Regions from separate parts of the Gossypium hirsutum genome. Here region 2 is linked to region 1. A link is a contact called in public Hi-C data. All regions are on one chromosome and are shown on one strand. Each heading gives the region's core, a stretch centred on a gene start, on an enhancer-like site or on the middle of the called end of the contact. The rest is flanking DNA. Distances are from core to core; before and after follow the strand shown.

Region 1 (4,312 bases), core at 1,121-3,620:
CTCAATTTCATCAAGGAAACCTTTGGCTTGAGTAATCTCTTCAGATTCTGTGCCCTTAAAGGCTTTTGGAATGATGTGTTTCATGATCATTAGACTCATGCAATTTGAACGATCCCACCTCTCAAAATCCCTCTTAACATCAGGGGTGCTTTCCGCAATAAGAGGTGCAGGTTGTTCATCCCTTAATGCAAGGTTTATGTCTATATAGGCAAGCACTATAAGTAAGTGTCTTTTCCATTCCTTAAAATTAGTCCCATTAAGCATGGGTATAGAATTTATATTAGCAGATATTGTGGCAATAGAATATGAATTAGCTGAATATAGAACAAATAAAAACAAGCTCACATCAATATTCATAATTAAACAATAAATTCAAGATAATGTCTAATCCCATCTCAAGATACCAAGCACAACATTAATATCAAGTCTTTGGATAGTAATATTAACAGTAAGCGATACTCTTGTTGTAGCAATCAAACATTGACAATAAATAATGTCAAACAATTAATTAATCTTTAGACTAACTTATTACTCATACAAAATACCTTATAATTGTCACACATTTATTACCACAGATGTCATTGAAATTCTACCAAATATTAACTTACCTTTGAGTCAATCAATAAACGCATGAATCACAAAAACATATAATCATCTTGATATTTCAAATAAACTAATCTACACAAAAGAGGTCACTTTGGCGACATTTTGTTTCAACTAATCTATTTAAAATATTTGACATCCTTAATTAAAAGTCAAAATCTGAATCTATTTGTTTCAAAATATTTACCTTAATTTCATCTTTCAATCGAATTAAAAGATAATCATATATATTTATATAATTTTTCAAAACAACATGCATTAAACCAATCAAAGCATGCATATATTATATATTTATATATATAAATGAAACATACGAAACTAAAGCATGCATATATTATATATTTATGTATATAAATGAAACATACGAAACTATGAACTTCTTTTCCAATTTTTTTTAACTAAATGTCATACAGATTTATTATTTATTCATTTAACAGAAATTGAAACATAGGACAATGAAGAATGAAAAAAAAATATTGACTTTAACATGATCATTCACTGAAGTAAAATATTTTAAACTCTATAATTAAATTTATCAATTTGAAAATCACCCAAATTAAAAATTAAAATAAATCCCTAAAATTTTAATATGAATTCAAGATAATCAAGATATTAAAAAAATACTTTAATATAAACCTTCAAAGATGTTATCCGAAATATAAAACCCATGAAATTTTATAAATCAATCATTCAAATGAATAACCTTAATCAATTCCCAATTATTTAATATGTTCGAGGCTCGGATGTCACTTGTTAGAATTATTAATTAAGATATGATATAAAATTTAATAAATCATACATCAGGATCTTCTCATGTCAAATCATTAAGAACAAAATAAGAATAAAACTAGATGCAGAAGCATACCTAAATCCATAAATTCCTTGAAGTTTTTCCTGATCTTGGGAATTTGATCTTCCAAATTAGCACACAAGAAATTCAGAGAATATTGCTCTCTCTTTCTTAAGGATGGGATATTAGAAAAGATATCTTGTATATAATTTGGGGACCATAACCCTAATATTTATAATCTTGTCATATTAGTACTAATTTCTAATTAGCCCATCATTAATTAGAATTTGATTAGAACTCAATTGCTAAAATATTTACACGTATTTGACCCATATTTTATTTAATAATTAAAGCACAATAAAACATTAACCAAATTAGATCACTTTTAATTTGGTCTAACATATCATGATAGTAAATAATAATAACATGTAATTATTCTTATTATATATGTGATGTCCATATTTTTCAACACGTTCTTCATAGGATAAATCATGGCAACCAACCATTTCTGTATTAAAGGTCGAAAAGAAATGTATGGCCCAACTATACGAAATTTTGATTACGTCACTTGGGCTCCAAAATTTTTCCTGAAAAATAAAATGATTGTGATTCCTCCATATGTGCCAAGCAAGAATTCTAAAAAGGCATGCCCAATTGATTCCTCCCTCATGGATCATAGTATTATCTTACACATTAAAAAGAATCCAATCGAAGTATTAAAATTCATATTTTAACAAAACTAGACTTGAACAATTTTATTTAACTAAATTAAAAAAAATTAAAATGATAAATATTTTTTAACAGCTTTCAAATTAAATGGTAAATTTTCGATAAAATTCAAGTTATATTTTTATATAAAAAAATACCTTGATTTATAGAAAAATTAATATACCTTGAGTGAAAGTTTTTGACGATAATCAAAGTCGTGATAACCCGCCCATTTAAAAGGTGTAGCTAGTGGGCTATGACCCCTTATTACTCAAAACATGGATTGCATATAGATAGGGAACGAACCAATCATAATCCTCCTTCAAAAATCTTATCCACCTGTCAATCACTCCATTCGTCTGCCACCAAAACCTCACCCACACTAATAATACCATTTTTTATTATTACTTTTAGGTAATTCAAACATTCAGACAAAAATAAATTAGAAAACGAATTTTTTCTAAGAAGAGCTTTTTTTTTTTTTTTTTTTGAAAGCAAGGAAGAATACTACTGTGAAAGAAGGCAGCAAAAGGAAAGGAAAGGATAGGATTTGTAGCGTTCAAGAGGGCGCTTATCTATCTCAGAAATAGCAGTAATTAATTTTTGAGGAAAAAATGGCGGCAGCAGCAGCATCAGCTTCCATGTCGGCCACCGCCGTCTTGATTCCACGTGTTCCTGCAGCCGTTAGAACAACCCACTGTTCCGCCTTGCCGCCTGTCCCTCCTCGCGTTTCCACCGCTTCCTTTTCCTCGTCCGTTAAGCTAACTCCAGGTACTGCTGTTAACATTCTCCCTTTTAACGCCTCACTTCACTTGCCTGCTCTTCCTTTTGTTTGATTTTACTGAATGAAAATGAAAGCTTAATGGTCATAGAAGTTAAGAGTTCACTTCTATATCCTGTTCTTCCAAACACCATATTCGGAATTGAGATTGGTTTTTTCGGAAATGAAATCATTGGTGGTGGGTGTAGGATCAGAAACGTTATATTGGTGACAATCACACGTGTTAAGAGTAGTTGCAGTAAACTAATTATGGAGGCTTTTGTCTGAAAAAATGGGTCAATCTTTTGGACGATAATATGGGAGTTGGGACCCCAAATTTCAAATGGGGATGAATTGGTACCAATTCAAGTATGGGATAGAATGCAAGTAACAACTCTGGATGAATGTCGGACATGTTCGTATAACATGAATAGATAGGTAAAACAACTATGAAGTGGTCTAATATATAGCGCTCTTCCTTTATAATGCCACAACAACAAATAGTTTTATTTGGTTGTCTCTGTCATAGTATATGCATTTGACTTTGAGCTACGTATTCCTTGGCCTTCTATTTACCCTGTTGTTTTTGGTACAGAATCCCGGAGGTTTCCTTTTCTCCAAACAAAAGCAACAGAAGACACCTCTGTCGATACCGGGGAGCTTTTTGATGACTTGAAAGAAAAAGTGAGAAAATGGTGGCCTGCACATAATCAATTTCTTGCTCTTTTAACCTGCTGAACTGAGTGCCTGACTTGGCTTGTTTTTTCGTGGTTTTCTAGTGGGATAAAGTTGAGAACAAGACCACGGTTCTTCTTTATGGTGGTGGGGCAATAGTTGCCGTTTGGCTATCATCTATTCTTGTTGGCGCCATTAACTCAGTGCCCTTGGTAAGTGGAACTCTTCATGCTACACTTTATAACTTGTTTTATATGCTAATCCTATCTGAAATCAATGCATTTCTGTGCTTCTCAGCTTCCAAAGATAATGGAGTTGGTTGGACTTGGATATTCAGGATGGTTTGTCTATAGATACCTTCTCTTCAAGGTAAGTTTTCAGTCAAATATATATGGTCCCATGTATTTTTTGTGTGGAATAATCCAAGTTCTTTATGGGTGAGCCACATCATTTAAACACTTGCAAATTGTTCAACTTGATAACTCTAAAGGGAAATTTACAAATGCATGAAGAGACAATGATGTATTTGATGGTTTTGAATCAGCATTTTTTTGTTGCAAGTGCTCACTTTGAACTTTTAAATCTAGCTTATATATTAGAGGTGGTGTTCAACTTAAAAGAGTGGATTAATTTACGATTAAAATCAAATTGGTTATCAGACTATAGTATCAGATCATATATATGAACACTAAAAGCCGTGTGCTAAAAACATGCGTATTACCTCAGTCAAGCAGGAAAGAACTAGCTACGGATATTGAGGCACTGAAGAAGAAGAT
Region 2 (4,826 bases), core at 1,338-3,837, 100 kb after region 1:
ATAAAATTAAACGTAGTTAAAATTGTTTTCAAATATTTGTTTACTTTATCTTCACCCTTAATATTATATAAATAAAGGTGAAATGGTTGGTGCAAATGTTCTGCTTGGTTAGAAAATTCAAAATAACCTCTTTCAACTCAAATCATAAATCTTTTACAAAGTTATAATATGCATATGGCGAAATTTAAAACCATGACATTAATATTAATAAAACTTCATTTTTATCATTTTTTATCTTTAAATTTTAATATTAAAATAAATATTTTTACCGACGTCATTTATATATTGATTGGATTGAGTGTCACAAGTCAACTTAATACCAATTTAGAATTGATGAGGTTTTTTTATTACTATGTTTTTGAAATAGAACTTTTCTTTCGTCAATTTGATAACATTTTGATAAAATATTAAATAATGCTTTCTACCATAATAGCATTTTAACATGCTATAGAAAAATTACAATATGAATTAAAAAGTAATTAGAGTGCATTCAGTATTCTTAATTAGGTGTATTTATCTATTTAAAAAAAAATTACTCATAATTTAAACTGATTTGTTTTAGAGTAAGCTACAAGAATAGATTGAATAGTCACCAAACTATTCAGTTCGTTCTATTTTAGTCACCCAACTGTTTTTTGTTTTTGTTTTAATCAGTAAACTTTCAAATTTACTCTTTCATTAGTTGTCTAATGGATGTTTAATGTGAAATTTGTTTTATTGGCCTAATACCAAATTTAAGCCTCCAATGTTTACACATTTTATCAATTTGATATTAAATTTAAAAAAATTAACAAATTTTAGCCCTCAATGTTTACAATTTTTCATTTTAGTCCTAATTATGAAAATTATAAAAAATATTTAAAAAATCTTACAATTTTTAAAAAGTAAATATAAATTATAATTTTAAAAAAGTAAATATAAAAATATTTTAAAGAATTTTGCACCAAAATGACTTTCAATAGTATCTTCCACTTTATTCTTCCGTCCATTCAATTATTGATAAAGTTGGAAATATCAAATGTCATGGCCTTGACTAGCAACCTCTCCAATGCTTGAGTTTGAAATGATAAATACATGAGAACACTATAGCCTTAAAGAGTAAGGCCATCGGAGTTAGTGTGGTCATCTCAGTCAATTTTCTAGGTTTATAAATTTGTTAATTTTGAGCTTTTAACTAGTCATTTGAGACTAACAATGCAGTAAAAGAAAAAGAGACTAAATCAAAAGAGACAGACTAAAAAAAATAACTTTAATTTTCATGTTTTTCCATATGTTTGGTTAATGAGAAAAAGAAAATATAAATTTTAAAATATTTAAAAAGCAAATATTAAAATATTTTAAAGATTTTTTTAAATATATTTGATAATTTTTAAAATTAGAACTAAAATAACAAATGTTGTAAATATTAAGGGCTAGATCTGTTAAAATTTTTAGATTTAGAACCAAATTGATAGATATGTAAATATGAAAATGTTAAATTTATTATTAAACTAATAAAAAAGTCTGTGCGTTATACTTTGGTTACTAAGTTAACGATAAGAGTGATTAAAATAAGTAATTTAAAAAAATTAAGTGATTAAATCAAAAAATCTAAAATAGAATGAATAGAATAATTGATTGACTATTCTTAAAATTTACCCTTTATTTTATTTTAATTGTTTACACATTATATATATTATTATTTGTTAAAATTCATATGTTTTATTATTTATTAAATATTATTTTTGGAGGCGTAATTTTCATATGATATGTAGAATTACTAATATATGTTTATATTATTATCAAATATTTTGCAATTTTATCGTCAAGTAAATTTTAAAAAAAAATTAAAGTCGATTCTACAATGGACGAAGGATACATTTTTTTTTAAAAATTTTCAACTACGTATTTCGTGATTGAAGTGTGTTTTGTTGGTAATAAGTAAATATTATTTGTTGGAGAAGTTAAGGGAGAGAGAAAAAACAGAAGAAAAAGAAAGATGATGCTTAGGGGAGTGGAGGAGTTATGGCAGAAGGGAGTTGTCACTCAACAGCATAAAAGCAGGGTAGTTGAAAAGGATGGGAAAAACAGTAGGATCGGCGCGAAATCTGGAGATTTGTGAGGGAATAGTCATCAGACAAAACAGAGGCTTTGCCCCACTTCCCACCATATGGTAACTGTATAAAAAGTAAAAATGGAATCACCCATTCATGGATCGATCCATCCATCCATCCCCTCTGTTTCATTCTATAAATTAACTCCCCTATTTTAGCAGCCACTCCAATCAGTAAAAAAAAGGAAAAACCACTCACATCGTGCTGCGTGCGGCTGGTTTGATTTGGTTTGTCTACCAATATTGTCATCATTATCATCATCACCATCTTCATTGCTTAGCCAACTTGTAACACCACCACCACCCACACTGCTCCCTTAACATTAAGCCCATTAAAGTTCATAAAACATCGTGTTCTTAAATTCATTTACTAGGCGCCCACAATTTGACACCTGCAATTTTCTTTTTTCTTTTTTTACCCTACTAGTTTCTGGTGCTAACTGCAATGTACTTTTAATTGTTGAGTGAGGACAACCCCATTCCTGTACAACTGGTCAGGTTCAGATCAGATGACAGCGTGGGGCCACTTATAAAGCTCTAGCTAACCAGAACGGGGCCGACCGGCTAGGCTGCTTGAGCTGGCGTTCAACCTCTTAATAATAACTTTCACTTTGTCTCAATATTATCATCTCAAGTGTTTCACCATTGTTGGTCTCATTGAAGTGGGCTATACACTATTTGCTATGGACTTCAAGATAAATATTGTAAGAGCCCAGCATACATTTGCTAGCTTAAATATGATAATTCTATGTATTTATATAATTTTCGTTTTTTTTATTATTAAGAATCTGTATTAGAATTAAATTTATTTACTAAATCTATGTTATACTAGCTTACTAAGTTCATGACTTGGAAAGTCGTCACTGTTTCTCCTTATCCCAGGCCTTTGGGCCTTTGCCAAAGGCCCAATTTACTATTAGAGGTGTTGCAATTTGCAATTGAAACCACTGTAATTACAGGTGAACTTATGATTTGTATCCCTAAACCCTATTATTATTACTATTATATGTGTTATGACTTCGTATTTCCAAAATTACTATTATTGTGAATTTTGTGATAAAATTATGATTATAAAAATAGTAATTTCTTGTTAATATATTATTTAAAAATAACTCCAATTTGACCTCGTTATTTGCATTTTTTTCTTAATAACATTAATAATTTAATTTAAAATAAGATATGACATTAATAACAAAAGAAAGTTATATGGTACACTAAACTACCCGAACTTGATAGAAAGGATGATTAAAAATAAGTTAAATATATAATTTTGTATTTAAGTACAATTTTAATGTTTAAATTGATATTTATATGTTGTTTATTCATATAGCTATTTAAAATAGATTTTTTTACACATTTTAATCCATTTTTCATATTTATGTTAAAATTGGATGATGTGAATCAAACAAGTTGGTCATGAGTCTAAATTTTTGATTGATTGGCACCATCCAATTTTAAAGGAATTGTAAAATTGAATTAAAATGTGTCACACAAGCTAAATTCGTGTATTGTCATGAACAAAAAATAAAAATTTGATGTCATTTGAACATTAAAGCCAAATTTAAATTTCAAAATGCATATTTATCCAATAAAATATAAAATAAAAAGAATTAAACAAATGATTATTTTTCAACTTTATTTATGAAATTAGAAAGAAAACATTGTCAATATTCCAAATACAAATCTTAATGATAATAGAAAACTAAGTTATATCAAATTAAAATATAAAAATTATATTCCCAAATTATATGTAGAGTTAATTACACTAGACATCTCTAAACCATGACCCTCTTTTTTAAATTAGTCCCCAAATTTTAAAATATTCTAATTTCATTCCTAAACTATCAAAATTATATCAATAAGGTCGTTTTGTTACTAAAATAATCAATTTAACCGTTAAATTAGATGTCATATCTTACTTGGCATAATATGAAATGAAAAATTTAAAGGAAAAGTGAATATTGCGAACATAGATGTTGAAAAAATTTTGACTTTGGGGTTTTCTAAGTTTTTACAAAAGCTTTATTGTTTATTGTCATCTTTTTTTAGTTTTACTTTATTGTTAGTTTGACTTAAATATACATTTGGACCCCAAACTTGTTACCTTCTCCCAAGTTGGTACTTATGCATTTTTTTTCTCAAGTTGGTACTCGATTTTTCATTTTATATAGAGTTTCGGTATTTTTTTGTAAAGGTGTCAAGTATGGTACAAGTGGCACTTTTAGACAGCAACATGTGGCAATATTGATATCATTATGATGTCATAATTTGAATTTAAAAAAAAAAGAATTGTAGCGATCCAATTTTCAGTGGAACCGAAAAAAGCGGTTTCAAAACCCCATTTTCGTAAACCAAGTCCGTAAATATAAAATAGGAAAATTTACAAAGTTAGTATGAAAATATAGTGAAGAATGATCAAGTAATTTAGTCAATAATATAGTTAATTAAGGCTTAAAGACTAAATTATAAAAGTCCAATTGCTATAGAATTTTAATCGAAAAAAGGCTTTAAGACTTTTATGGCAATTAACCAAAAGTGTAACGATTTGAAAATTACGGTTTTGGGACCCCATTCTATAAACTAGGTGATCTGTCGTAATTTGGTGTAGTATATTAAACTAGTTTTCGCAGTTGATAAGCTTGAATACAAACACTTTTATTATGGTTTAATTAAGTTTTCTTAGTTTCATTTACATTCAATAGAAAAAAATGTAATCTTAGTCTTTTATTGACCT

What was found. A called contact is a pair of places that touch in the nucleus more often than the background predicts.
Region 2: a contact with region 1 is called in a Hi-C map of leaf, with 3 times the contacts expected there. The contact joins the enhancer-like site here to the promoter of LOC107933524 in region 1. A contact is called at or near these places in 6 of 34 Hi-C or Micro-C datasets (leaf and seedling).

What each region holds. Positions count from the first base shown.
Region 1 is chrA08:102,665,586-102,669,897 of Gossypium_hirsutum_v2.1, forward strand. LOC107933524 (protein CURVATURE THYLAKOID 1A, chloroplastic) reads left to right here and starts at 2,371. Exons shown (of 5, transcript XM_016865757.2): 1 at 2,371-2,872; 2 at 3,457-3,545; 3 at 3,641-3,748; 4 at 3,834-3,905; 5 at 4,263-4,312. The coding sequence starts at 2,716.
Region 2 is chrA08:102,766,449-102,771,274 of Gossypium_hirsutum_v2.1, forward strand. No RefSeq gene overlaps it. Among protein-coding and RNA genes, the nearest start is that of LOC107933532, 50 kb to the left of the region's middle. Within about 2 kb of position 2,588, at least 6 of the 9 cell types and tissues checked have an H3K27ac peak or open chromatin away from gene starts, as enhancers often do. A contact at or near this core is called in leaf, where this site is marked.